Regions from separate parts of the Zea mays genome. Here all the other regions are linked to region 1. The links are chromatin contacts, called in public Hi-C maps. All regions are on one chromosome and are shown on one strand. The core of a region is the stretch at or near the end of the contact, and the rest is flanking DNA. Distances in the headings are between cores, read along the strand shown.

Evidence for each region. A called contact is a pair of places that touch in the nucleus more often than the background predicts.
Region 2: a Hi-C map of bundle sheath shows a contact between it and region 1, with 3 times the contacts expected there. The contact joins the promoter of LOC100275352 here to the promoter of LOC103638749 in region 1. A contact is called at or near these places in 4 of 25 Hi-C or Micro-C datasets (bundle sheath, ear, leaf and 1 more).
Region 3: a contact with region 1 is called in a Hi-C map of endosperm, with 3 times the contacts expected there. The contact joins the promoter of LOC100304070 here to the promoter of LOC103638749 in region 1. A contact is called at or near these places in 5 of 25 Hi-C or Micro-C datasets (bundle sheath, ear, endosperm and 1 more) and 1 of 3 datasets of contacts at active chromatin or transcription factors (leaf).

Annotation. Positions count from the first base shown.
Region 1 is chr9:101,558,480-101,563,244 of Zm-B73-REFERENCE-NAM-5.0, reverse strand. It overlaps LOC103638749, which reads left to right and starts at 2,020. Exons shown (of 9, transcript XM_020543927.2): 1 at 2,020-4,765. The coding sequence starts at 2,377.
Region 2 is chr9:101,743,419-101,748,183 of Zm-B73-REFERENCE-NAM-5.0, reverse strand. LOC100275352 reads left to right here and starts at 2,918. Exons shown (of 1, transcript NM_001149447.2): 1 at 2,918-3,829. The coding sequence starts at 3,143. The coding sequence ends at 3,469.
Region 3 is chr9:101,704,807-101,709,571 of Zm-B73-REFERENCE-NAM-5.0, reverse strand. It overlaps LOC100304070, which reads right to left and starts at 2,188. Exons shown (of 1, transcript NM_001165572.1): 1 at 900-2,188. The coding sequence starts at 2,002. The coding sequence ends at 1,088.

The DNA of each region.
Region 1 (4,765 bases), core at 771-3,270:
AGTCCGGTGCACACCGGACAGTCCGGTGCCCCAAAGCCAGAAACCCTAAGTCTTGTTTTTCAGCTGATTTTCAAATCGGTTTTCGCTCTAACTTGTATGTGAGTTCTAGAGTGACACCTAGCACTGTGTATGAGTGTGATTGTGCACCAACACTACACTAGAACTCTCTTGGTCAAACTACTCATCGACAACCCCTCTTTATAGTACGGCTAAAAGAGAATAAAAGACCTAACTAAATCGCGAGTGTCCACATCTCCTTGACACTCGGACTCCGTAGACCTTCACCTTTTGTTCCGTCGTTTTAGCCGTCGCTTCGAGTTCTTATCTCCGGGATTGCTTTCACATTGTAGTGCTTTTACCTGTCATGTGACCTAACTTACCATTTGTCTCTGCAAAACACACGTTAGTCACATATAATATTACGTTGTCATTAATCACTAAAACCAACCAGGGGCCTAGATGCTTTCAGGGGACGCAGAGGTAGCGGCGACGTGGGGAGGAAGAGGGTGGGGGCGAAGACGCGGAGCAGGCATCATGGGATTTTGCCGGCGGGGATCACAGGACCACAACGAGGAGAGGCTCGACGAAGGAGAAGACCTCCGGCTCCGCGGGGTGACACACCCGTGTAGGGAGTGGAGTGGGTTGGGAACGACAGATGTCTCGGCGGGGGTGGGGTTGGCGTGGCGGTCGCGGCACCGGAGCTGAGGGGGAACGAAGGCGAGGGGGCATCGTACGGGGGCTGGGGCGGGGGCATGGTGAACCAAATGTGAACGCCCTCCTTACCTCCTTATAGAGTAGTAGAGATTTGTTTCATGTAAGAAGCAACACAATACTATACATGAATCATATTTATGAGTGATAAAATGTTAAAAAACAGTGCATCATGTGGGGTTCGAACTCATGCCCTAATGGAAGAAGAGCGAGAGACACTAGGTAAAGTTGTTTAACCAGTAGAACGTTATGCTCATATGTTTTTAATATTGAATATAAATTATATATATGTATATACGTTTTTTGTAAAATAAAAAATATAATCGTGTCGGGCTGGACCAGCGCCACGGGTCGAGGCTACAGCCCAAGCACGACACGACGTTCTTGGCTCTTGCAAGCATTAGGTCCTTTCTAAGACCACATTGACACAACGGACTCCATGGTGTTTGAGGTTGCTGGATTGGATGGAGCAACAATGATTTATCAAACTAACAATAAAATAAAATGTTATTTGTTGGTTTTAAATATTAGTAATTGCTACGAAGTAGCATAATTTATATGGAGTGCATCCAGTTTTTATTGATGCCTGACTTTAGCAATCACTCAATATTTTGATCTATCTTTTTTTATAAGTTTGAGTTCATGTGACTTATTTTAGAAACTTGAGCTCACAAACTTTCTCTTATTTGGTCTCTGTATGGTGGAATTATGTCATTTTATAATCTCTGTTCGTTCAGTCAGCTGTTGTGAACTCTCTTCTAACCGCTCACTTTATTGACCGTGTTGTAACAAGACATATTTGATGGAGTAAATAATAACATCAGTTAGCTAAATCAAAAAAATATTATACGGAGAGCGAAGACAATCAATAGAAAATATTGATTTTTTTGGTGAATAGTTTACATGAGTATTGTTGTAAGACGTCGTAATACACGGGCAACTGACTAGTCTGTGTAGATCCAACTCTTTGGTGGTTGAAATAATTGAAAGTATCGATAATGTTGATCTATGCAGCTCTAAAGTTCTGATGAACCGATCGATAAAGGCCGGTTGGTATGGTCCACGAAAAAGAGTTGGCCTACCCGGGCCACGTTGTCCTCCACAATTCACAGGCCCACACGCCCGCCCCCACTCGTGGGCCACGAGTCGTGGCCGTCCCGGGCGGCGCCTGCTGCACATCCTGGCCTAACCCAAGCGTCAGATCGCATCGTGCTTTCTGCTTTTCCGATCAGGCCGCAACGACACGTCATTGCCGCGAGAGAATTCGGAGTCGAAAGTGTATAAAATCCAGGCCGCCACAGACCCTGAGATTCCCCTCCGCAACAAAAGCCGGCGCGTCATTGCCGCGAGAGAATTCGCAGCCGAATCGGCAAAATCCAGGCCGCCACAGATCCCCCACCCCCTCCCACCCGAGCTCCAACCCCCACCCTTCTCGCAGGCCGCAGCCGGCAGACCCGATCACGCACGGTCGCACGCTGCTCGTTGCCGGCTGCGCAAGGCTAAGCAAAGCAGCAGCTGCCGCGCGCCGCCCACTCCCTACGCAACACACGATTTGCCCCGCGCCGTCCCCCCCCCCCCCCTGTAACCCTAGAGCCCGCCGAATTGCAATCGCAATTCACCCAGTTCGAGCCGATCCGCGAGGCGCTTCGTCGGGCGGCAATTGCCATGGACCCGCACCCGCACCCGCACTTCGACCACCCGCACCACCGCCGCGCCGCGCACCCGGGCCACCACTACCTTGATCAGCACTCCGGCCACCACCACTTAGCCGGCGGCGGCGCTGCCCCTGCGCGCTTCAGGTATGACTACGAGTATGACTCCCGCCCGATCCAGTACTCCACTCCTGACCACCACCACCACCACCCCCTCCCGCGCGTGCACCAGCAGCCCCCGCCGCCCCAGCCGCTGCCCCCGCCGCCACCTCCCCTGCCGCACCATCGCCAAGACGTCACCCACTATGCCGCCCTACCGCTCCGCCCCCCGCCGGAAACCTACTCCCCACCGCCGTACCACAACTCCCCTCCTCCTCATCAGTCATACCGCCAGCATCGCCACAGCGGCGATGACTTTCGCGCCGCCGATGAGATCCGCCACATCCCTAGCCACCACCCCCACCATCACCAGCAGCAGCAGCCGCACTACAATCACTACCAGCAGCAGTCTCACTACCATCACCACCACCAGCAGCCGCAGCACCTTCACCAGCAGCCACAACTCTCGTGGGAGGAGGCTGAGGAGGAGCGCCGCTACACTGCCCAGCAGCACCAGGTGTCGCTGTCGCCACCCGGTACACGGAAGAGGTACCGCAGCGCCATGCATGACTCAGTTGACCTGGAGAGCACATCCAGCTCTGGCCCACCACCCCTCCGCAAGAGGCAACAGCCGCACCCTAGCTATTCTCCCCCTCCAGATGATAGTTTTGTAGATAGGGCAACTAGTTATTCTTGTTACGGCCATGGGGGCTTTGTGACACACAGCGACAGTAAAGGAAACAGTAAGATGCCGATGTCCATGTCGACTATGCTGCCTGGCTCGCCTAGGCGAGCCCCACAGAAGGTGGTTCCTATGAGATTGTCTGTGTGGCATCGGATTGAGGAGAATCCATCAGTGCATACGTCGCCTTCTCCAAGCAAGGTGCCAAAGGAGGTGCACATTTCGCCGAGCAAGACCAAAAACTCTGGGTCTGCTTCAAAGGAATTGGCAAGCGTAATTTCTTCGGATTGCAAGGCAAAGAGTTCTGATTGTAAGGGTAGTGATGATAGTGCAGGAATGAAGAAGAACGCAGCAAAGAAAACTGAGAAGGTGCTGTCGTCGGTTCTTGTGAAGCCTTCACCAGAAGACAAGGAAAGAGAAAGAGCTGTTAATAAGGTTAGTAAGAAGCCTAACAAGGTTGGCAATAATATACCAGGTTTCACGAGTGCAGGTGTGAGATTGGCAGCCTTTCCTGGGCCTGGTGTGAAAAAAGTGAAAAAGATTGTCATCAAGAAGATTGTTAGGAAGATTGGTGCCAAAGATAAACAAACTAGTAGTTCAACCGTCCCAGAAAAGGACATCATTGATGCTAATGTAAATGCCTCTGAAAAAGAAGAAGCTAATGCAAATGCTTCTGAGAAAGAAGAAGGTGAGATCACAACATCATCTTTTGAGAAGGATGCTATTTCTGCACACAATTTGGTCAGTACTAGTGATACAGCTGGAGTTGTTAACAGTGTGGAGGTCCAGAAGGAACAAAATAGTGATTTGGTAAATCTGAGGAAGAGCAATGCTGCTTCAACCATTGCATCTACGGATACTCTTGGTACAGCAAGTGCCGGCCGGAGAAAGCATCCTGGAAAAGATTATAAGAGCTTTGTGAGTTCCATTGATTGCAATGCATCTTCAGCCATTGAATCTACTAAAACATTTAATACAAGTGGTGTTGAACATCCTGGAAAAGAAGATGATAGGGTTGTCATCAATTCAAGTTTTAAAAATGCTACCCTTCATTGTGAGAACAATAATTCTCAACATGAAGATGGTGAAATTCTGGCTGTTTCAGGTCTTGTGAATGTTAGAAGCAATTTCCCAAGGATTCTTGATGCAGTGGAACCACATGATTGTGAAGTGGAGAACATGGAAGGCAACGGCGTTTCTGAGGTCCTGAGTGGAAATGGTGCTGTTTACGAGAATGGAGCTAAGGATTGTGCAACAGAAGTTTGTGGAAGTAAGAATGACAGGAGGGAAGAAGGCCTTTTCCTTCTAAATGATCCCATTATAAGTCCTAGTACAGATGAAGTTAACATGACTCATAGCAAGGATAACCATGAAAAGGAGGGTATGATTCTGATCGGTGCAAGTGAAGTGTGTGCTGCTTCTGTAGGCCAACCTGAGGAAAATTCCAAGATAGCAGAAGCTGCTGTTTCTCATGTTGCACGTAAGGAAGAAGGCAATCTGCTGAACAATCCAAGAGAGACGGATGTGGCACCTTTTGGATCTTGGGGAACCCTTAATACCACAGAAATAAGTGTTAATGAGATTACCCAGGAGAAAGAGTGGAGAATACCAATTGAACCAA
Region 2 (4,765 bases), core at 1,669-4,168, 180 kb before region 1:
CGGCTCACGGCCTAGCACGTAATTGCTTAAACGTGTCGGGCTCATTTCGGGCGACCCGAAATTCAATTTTTGGCCCGAACTTCACATGAGGGTCCGAAATTCAATTTTGACCCGAAATTCAGATTTTGGCCCAAAATTCACATTAGAGCCCTAAATTCAAAACAAATAAAAGATAAGACAAATAAATTTGACCAAAAGCAAACTTAATATTTGTATTAAGTTACCAGAGCTATGCAATGACTACCTCGTTTACAAATCATTCTGTTAGAAGGAAAAAGAGTATAATCAGCTCTATACAAAGTTCGTCAGTTCAGTTCATTATCTAATGTTCATAACAAAAGTAAAATTACATCACATACTCTAATTCAAAGCTAAAGACATCTAACAAGCATTATCTCTAGTTTTGTGTTTTTATCAAGTACATGAAAGTGTGGAATGAAGTGTGGTTTTAATAAATATATGGGTCTTTTCGTGCCTCTATATGGGGCATTTTGTGCCTGTCTTAAATGGGTCGTGCTCGTGCCCGCCCATGGCCCACGACCTCGGCCCAAACCCGGCTCGATATATCGGGTCGTGTCTGGGTCGTGCTTTTTTCGTGCTTCGGGCCGGCCTATCAGGCCCCGCCCAAATGTACACCTATAGTCAAGGGTTCTAAGTACTTAATAATCGACGGAGATTGAAATCCCACATAGATCCCCACTTTCCTGTGTAGGCCCATGGTTGTTCTCTGAGGTGGTGAGATTGGAATGTATACACAACATCCAAATTTACGCAAATAGGAAATGCTTGGAGGATTTCCACGTACCATTTGTATTGGGGAAGTAGAATGATATGCAGTAGGTCGTAGTTGTATAAGGTCGGCAGTGTGCAGAACTGCATGACCCCAACACGACGAAGGCAATTTGCAATTCATTAATAATGGTCTTGCGATGAGTTTAGTCCGCTTGATTAGTGACTCAGCCAAACCATTCTATTCTGGGTGTGGACATAAGGTACCAAGTGTTGTACTTGAATACCCAGCGCCATACAATAATCATTGAATGCCTAATATGTAAATTCAGCAGCATTATCCATCCGGATTGTATTAATCCGATGTTTAGGAAAATTTGTCGTTAACTTGATAGTTTGAGACATTATCTTGGCAAATGCATGGTTGTGTGTTGATAATAAACACACATGTGATCATCGTGTAGATGCGTCAATCAATACCATGAAGTACCTGAACAGCCCAGAAGTTGGTATAATTGACCCACAAATATCGCCTTGAATTCTTTCAAGGAATTTAAGCGGTTCAGTTTTAATTTTGAGATGTGATGGTCTCAAAATCATTTTCCTAGTTGCACATGCAGTGCAAATAAAATCTTTAGATTTGGGGAAAAAATTGTAGGCAAATTATGACCAATAGAATTGCCTCTGATTTTCTGCATCATCCCGATGCCTAGATGACCAAGTCAATCATGCCAAATCTGGAATGGATCAACATTTTGGAAAATCACCTTATATGCAACATGTGCAATGGACTTAATGTATATATAGTACAACCGAGACGTGAATAATGGAATTTTCTCGCATATGTGTTTGCCATATTTGTTCGGCTTGGTCCAGAAGAAAAAACTATTCTTGATTTTCATCATGGGTTTCAATATGAAATCCATTCTACAGGATATCTCTAAAACTTAGGAGGGTACAAGTGTAATCAGGATACAATAATGCATCATCGATAACAATTCCAGTACCCATGGGGAGGGTAATAGTTGCTCGTCCAGAGCCAACTATCACCGCATCGTGTCCAGCGATGGTCAAAACTTTTTCATCTCTCTTTTTAAGAGTCTGAAAGTATTTGATCTCCCTAAATATAGAGTTTGTGGTACAACTGTCCACAAAGCATAATTCCTCCCCAGTCGAGTTGACATCATTATGCATCTCTCCTATCGATTTGGAGGCCGCTGCCTCCGTTCTTGTCATAAACAGTGAGTGTTATTCTACTTCTCCCTCTGTTCTCGCGAGCTCGTGCTAATAACATATTAGAGTTCAGTGGTAACGAGAGTAAGAAGTGACAGAGATAATGACAGTTATGTTTATTGCAGGGAACATCCTGATATATATATATATATATATATATATATATATATATATATATATATATATATATATATATATATATATATATATATATATATATATATATATATATATATATATATATAAGTGACAGGAGTCATCCCTAAGAGGTGTGTTCCTTAGAGATGAGTTCGTCGAGCCCATTGAATTGGTCACCATATCTTGTAACGTGTTATTTTGTAACATTTGCTACGGAGGAAGAAGACCAACAGCCGGCCGGGTGTCGCTGTCGTCGGCCGTGTAGATAGATGTCTAATTTGGTAAATGGAATGCTGAGGCACCGTGTCTGGTCTGGTACGTGAGCTATAATAGTGACCCAGCAGTCCACGCCACAACCCACGACCAAACAAACTGATCGACCGAGTTCGTCAACCTCTCTCTGTCTGTCTGCGCTGCATGTCACGTCCGCGTCGTCCTCCACTCTCGGGAGCGCGGAATTTCTCCATCGCGGTTCTAACTTCCACGCGCGAGCTTCCAACCGCGCGGCCCACCTCACCTGGCGGGTAGAGCGAGTGCGTGCCGCCTGCGCGGGCACGGCGACCGCTCGTACACACACGCCGCCCCCGTGTGTCGTTTCCACGACGCTTCCCTTCCTAGCTAGCTAGCTCCCTCCTCTGCCGCCGGTCATCAGATGAGATCACCGGCCCGGCGGGCTGCTGGTCTACTGCCGGTTTCCAACGACGCCACCGGTGACCGGCCGGGCGTTCGGTCAATGGTGGCCGGCAGGAGCCCAAGGACCCTCTCTACGCTACTGAGCTGTGGCTATATAAACCCCGAGAACGCCACGGCTCGGGGTGGGTGCAAACCAGGCGCATATATACATAGTCGTCGATTGTCTGCACTACCTAGCTACCTGGCAACATAAACACGCACGTGTGTCAGTGTGTGTGCTAGTGCTAGCTAGGCTCCTGCTAGCAGTGTCGTCAGAGTGCAGCTAGCGCAGAGAGAGACGGGTACGTAGCGTAGCGTTCCTCGACGACGACTGGTCGGTCGAGACTGCGCGCGCGCCACGGCCAGCAGAATGGCGACCAAGCTCATCATCATCGGCAGCGCGCGGGCGCCGGCGGCTGGAGTCGTCGTCGGCCTTCTGCTCTTGACGACGTGCCTGTTGCTCGCGGCGACCGTCTCGAGTGCCAGCAGGCCGCTGAAGGTATCGTCAGAGGGCGATGATGGTGGTGCGCAGCAGCATACGGTGGAGGAGTCGCCGCCGGTGGGTTACATCCAGACGGTGGTGGTGGTCAGGGCCGCGGAGCAGGACGGCGGTGCTGCAGCAGGCCACAGGTTGATGAGCGTCGACATGCTCGGCGGGATCAAGAACTCCGGCCCGAGCCCCGGCGACGGCCACTAGGCGCGCCATCCCGTACACGCCGGCCGGCCGGCCCGGAGTAAGTGACAGGGCCGGCGATCCCTGTCACCCTGTCACCCTGTGTGCTGGTTTCAGATTTCAGAACACACGGGAGGGAGCTAGTAGGCTTTAGATTAATGTCGATCGTCGGCAGTTCGGCACGACGGGCTCTTCTTTTTGTTCTTTACTAAGGTTTCGGTAGTGCTGTCTTATGCATGCATGGCAAAGTAATACAGTAGCTGGTAGAATTATTGCAATGTAATATGAAAAGTAAATATATACGTTGTATTGTATGAAACTGAACCCATGTACATAAGCTTAATCATTTCTTACTCATATGCTCAATGCAACTCAACTATAGTAGTGGCGTACGGATTTGAGATGCAGCACCACCATACGGAACTCCACATTCCAAGGTAACGTAACGTAACGTCGGTGAGGACTTTATGGTCACCCCAAGAGTTGGAAAGAAGACCCAACGGTTGGGCAACGGGTCAGAGATCAGTAAGTACTTCAGTAGTCGACGAGCTGGCGCAGCACGCCACAGAACGATTTTGACCAAATCCTCGCGTGCTTTGACCTAGGCATTCGTACGTCCTATCGTATCGTACTCGTACCTGCGTGCGTGGCCTTTCATGCTGTTCTTTCTAAGGTTCCGGGGTCTTTTTTTTTTTTGCAAAGTTTTACCGAAGATTACACCAACTCCCAGCAGATAAGCGCAACCAAAATTAGAGCTTAAGTCCTATGTTAACTTATGACAACTTTTCTTTGGAAAGGGAATAGTCCAGAATTTTGCAGTGGGGGTCATTGCTTGATTAACTGGGCCACAACTTGTCTGCCAAAGAATAGAGGGGTCTAGGAATTCTAGACCTGGAGTGTTTTGCAAGAGCGCTAAGACTAAGATGGTTGTGGCTACGGTGGACGGTTAAAGAAAAGGCATGGGCTGGCATGCCATTACCATGCGACAAGGTGGATGTAGATCTTTTCAATGCTTCAACAATTGTGACTATTGGTAATGGGAAGATGGCGGATTTTTGGGGTTCCAGTTGGATTGAAGGGCAGGCTCCAAAGAATATGGCACCAAATCTATACAAGAAAGCAAGAAGGAAAAACATCACGGTGTTCAAGGCTCTTCGAAATAATTACTGGATTCGTTTCTGCGCGCCGTTCACTCGGGAGGAGGAAGTGAGAGAATTTGTCTCACTTTGGCTTTCAATCAGCAGCACACACAACCTCAATGATCTCGATGACACCATTTTTTGGAGATGGTCGGCAGATGGGAACTACAGTTCAAGTAGT
Region 3 (4,765 bases), core at 939-3,438, 150 kb before region 1:
CAAAGGCAAAGCGATACCCAGCCCCGACGCTTTCGGCTTGGCTCCACGCGACCTTTTCCGATCCGCGCACGACGGTCGACCGAAGCAGCAGAGGCGTCGTCCCGCTCATTTTGCCGGTGGTGAGCTGTCAGCAACGAAATCCATCGGTCACCGATCCATCCTGCTAGTAACTAGTCCACACTCGACGTCTCGTCTCGTCTCCTATCTATCTATCTATCTATCTATCTATCTATCTATCCCCAACGAGACAATCGAGCCCAGCACGAAGATGCCGCCGCATGAAAGTACGATTGCTCCGGCGCCGGATCTGGACGCGGTGGAGGGGTTGGGGTTGCGGTGCAAGTGCTCGCGTCTCCTTCCCGAGTCCCGTTGTCTGCCAAGATATGGGTCACGCACGCGAGGCAGAAGCAACTCGACGCCAAAATGCGTTGGTGTGGTATGTGTGGATGGTGAAAAAGCTGGCCGAGAGACCATGTGTTCGATCGCAATTATTGCGTGGGTGTGGACATGCGTCGATCTGGATCGTCAACTTGCGAGATCTGGTGGATTCGTTGGTGTTGGAGGTGCCAGATTTGCACTGACGTTTCCTTTTCGATCCTGCGGCGCGGATGGTGGTGCATCGAAAAACCGTCCTAGATTGGTCGACGACGGTTTGGGAGCATATTGATGGTTCATGCATGCCCCGGGGCAACTGCAGAACGACGCCGCGGCGGCAATAGTAGCAGCAGAAGAAATGGATAGAGCTCATCAGAAACCAGAATGTGCGTCGTCCCCCTCTTCTCGTTTCATTCCGTTCCGATCCGATTCATTCCTGTAGAGAGAGAGAGAGAGGAGGCAGGCAGCGCTTTACACGGCTTTCAGCAAGCCTTTACTACATTTTTCTCCACCTTTCAGTTCCCACATATTTTTTTTTTCAGTTGCTGACTCTTTTCACTGCTGTTTCGGTTTCACAGCGGTTCGAGAGAATAAAGTTTTAAAAAAAGGAAAATAATAACTTGGAAGTTTGCTACTGATAACAACAGCTGCTGCGCGTTCGTCCTAGAAGATCGATTGACGGTTCGGGAGCATTTGATGGCAGGAGCTACTGCTACTGCATCCGGCCGACCCGCTCGGCGGCGGCGCGCATGACGCCGTCGACCAGTTGCGGCATGCAGAGGTCGGCCCCGCCGGCGGCGCCGCACCCGGCGCGCACGCCCACGCTCGCCATGTACCGCTGCACCTCCGTGCGGATCAGCTCCTGCATCGCCTCCATGAACACGGGGCTGAACGGGTACGCCGAGAGAACCGGCGGCGGAGGCGGGGAGGGCGAGGGCGGCGACGCCGGGAGCTCCTGGAACTGGCTGTGGGCGCGGTCGTGGTGGAACCGCTGGTCCGTGCCTGGAAGCGAGAGGCTGAGGGAGGTGAGCGGGTCCTCCTTTTCCTCCTCCTCTTCCTCCAGCGGACGGCTCATCGCGCAGTCCGCCGGCTCGAACCCGCCGGACCGCGCCACTGGGCGGTAAACCTGGCCGGCGCCGTGGCTCAGGTCGCTACGGTCGGACCCGGACCCGGACCCGGACCCTGACCCTGACCCCGACCCCGACCCCGACGGGCTGTCGGGCGAGAGGCTGACGCGCTTGGTCGGGCGCGCCTCGACGTCGGAGGAACCCGCCGGGGCGGACGCGGCGGCGAGCTTGCGCTTGAGCGAGCAGTTCCAGTGGTTCTTGACGGCGTTGTCGGTGCGGCCGGGGAGGAGGCGCGCGATGGCGGCCCAGCGGTTGCCGAGGCGGGCGTGGGCGCGGACGATGGCCGCGTCCTCCTCCGCCGTGAAGGGCCGGCGCTCCACCTGCGGCGACAGCTGGTTGCACCACCGCAGGCGGCACGACTTGCCCGACCGCCCCGGGATCTCGCGCCCGATCGCCGTCCAGTTGCGCGCGCCGTGCCGCTCCACGAGCCGCCGCAGCGCGTCGTCCTCCTCGGGGCTCCACGGGCCCCTGATCCTGTCGCAGTCCGCCTCCGAGCCCATTCTTTCTCCGATCGGGTCCGATCCCCTCGACAGAGGACAGAAGCGAGATGCCTGGCCTTTGCCCTATTCCACGACGGGAGACTTGTGGCGCACGAGTGGTTGGTTAGCGGCGGGGCAGTGGTGGAGGAGAAGGCGGGCGGGCAGGCGGGTGGGTAGTGGAGAAGAGAAGACCGGAAGTTTGGTTGGAGCAATAGTGACGGGGGGAGCGGCGGGTATTTATAGCAGCGCCGGCGGCCGGTGACCTGACCGGCAATACAGCTGGCACCCAACGCACGCGTCGCGAGCCCCGGAGCCACCTCACACGCCCGTACCGCCTGCGCTTGTCGTTTTCTCCAGCGGTATGGCATGTGGGGGCCGAGTGTCCGTGGGGCCCTGGGTCAGTGAGGGTACGGCGGTTTGACCCGGTGGTTGTGGGAGTGGGGCGGTTCGATTTGAAATTTGAACCGTGTCTCCTGGTCTCTCTCTCTCTGCCTCTACGTACGTGGGGCAGTGGGAAACCGCTTGGCTGGTGGTGGTGCCGTTGCCAGGTCGCGATGTGTAACGGCCATCGGCCAAACCGTCGGTCTCCTGCTCTCTCTCTCTCGGTCGTGGGGTAGTCGGAAACGGCTTGGCTGGTGGTGCCGGTGCGAGGTCGCGATGTGTAACGGCCAACGGACGGGTTGCGACCGGAAAGGTGAGATGAAACAGCGTGCCCGGTAATTCCGGTAACCTAACGGCGTCTGCTCGACTGGTCTTTCCAGTTGCCTCAAATCCGCACGGTATATTCTACCGGTGCGTGCACGGAGTCAGCTGTTTCTGTCGGACCGGAAAATTCGTGGACACGGATCGATCAAGCTTGCAGTTTCGCTGTGTTGTGGCGACCATCGCAGTGGTGGAGTGGACTGGAAACTACACGATGACTGGAGTGGAAAGCCGCTCCTCCGTCTCCGTGGACTCGTGAAACCGACACGGGACGGGACGCATGATGGGTGGAGGAGGGGGCAAGCGGCGGCTGCGGCGGCGACGCGACCCGCGCCCACCCGCCGGCCGCTGCCTGTGCTTATCCATCCGTCGTCCACGGTCCACGGATCCGCTTCCCGCACCCGCACAGCCCCACGCCGCACGGAACGGTGCATCATCCATCCCCCCAGCCCTGCGGGCATGGCAGGTACACGCATCGCCAGTTCATCGTTGTTACAAAATAACATATTACAAAGTTATATGTGATATGGTGACCAATCCAAGGGGCTCGACGAACACATCCCAAGAGACACACCTCTTGGTGATGACCCATGTCACATGTATATAAACAAGTCTTCCCTGCAATAAAGGACATCGCTGTCATTTGTCTCTCTCTCAATCTCGTTACCACTGAGTTATAACACGTTATCAGCACTGCTCGCGGGAGAACAGAAAGGAATTTCTATTGGAGGGAATAAGAGAACATGTCTGCCAACTATTGGCACTGAGCCCAAGAAAAGACGACATCGTGAAAGGATTACTGCGCAATTAACGCAAGGTAAAATGCAAATCCATCATTTTCTACACGAAATGGAGTTTGCAACCGTTTTTTTGTCGTTGCCTCTGCGAGGCTGCGTCAAGCCGGTCCCGTGCATGGATCGGGTGGCCACACCTGCGCCCGTGTGCTCGCGCCGCGGGGCCGCTGCCCACGCTACCACGTGGCCTGCGCAAGTCGTGCCGCCGTGCCAAGCAGTCGCGCGGGGACCGGGATCCGCCGGGGGCCTACCGCGCGCACCGAAGCCGCCCGCCTGACCGGGCCCGCGCGCGTCCGGGGAATTGCATCTGCGCGTCGCTAGGGCCTGCACGCCCAGGCAACCGTTGCCCGCGCCGCCGGGGCCGGTCCGCCGTGTCGTGGCCGCGCCCGCCTGGCGGCGGCTGGTCGCGTGCCAAGGCTAGGGCCGGGGCCAGAGCCGCGTGCCCGCGCCACCGGAGGACAGCCTGCACTGAACCGTGCCAGTGGCGGTGCCGCCGTGGCTAGGCCACCGCACCCGCGCCGGGGCCACGCTCGACCGCCGGCGAACTGCTCTGCCTCCGGGCAAGGGCGTGGCCGTCCTCGGCCACGGACCCGGCGCAGCGCGATCCGGCCCCTGCAACCGTGCGTCCCGGCGTGGCGCGTGCCCGCCCGGCCGGCCTCGGAGAGCCCCGGCGGCGGGCGGCGGCTTGGCCGCCCTCGACCCCCGGCGCGGGCTTGGCTCGGCCGCGACCCGGCCAAGGACACGGACACCAGCAACTCAGCGCAGACGCGCGAGCGTTCCTCGGCCCCGGCTTCGCTCCCTTGCACGGGCCCTCGATGGCAACCCAGCGCGGACGGCTCCAGCGGATGCTCGGGCGCGGTCTGCCTAGCCCCGGAGTGGGCCCCCGACGCGGCAAGTGCTTGGCCGGCCGGCCTCGGTGAGCCCCAGCGGTCCTCCTCGGGCGTGACTCCAGCGGCTGGAACGCACCTAGCGGCGGCGGCTCGACCACCCAAGAGCCCTAGGGCGCAGATCCGGCCAGCCTTGGCCACATGGGCGGGCACGCCATGGCAGCCCCAGCACGGGCGAGCGGGTCCCTGGATGGCTGCAGGCGCCCTGGCGACTGATGGGCGGCTTAGGAGCGATCGAGCTCCCTGGCGCCGCCGGCCAGGAGAGCCTCTGGCGGCGGCTGAGAAGTTTGGGCGGTTAGGATTTGGAACCCTAGCCGCCCACTTTTATAATAGGCGTCATGGGCTGCTCCCATGGGTCCAAAATGGCCCATTTTATAATTTTAAGTTCTGAATTCCCCTAT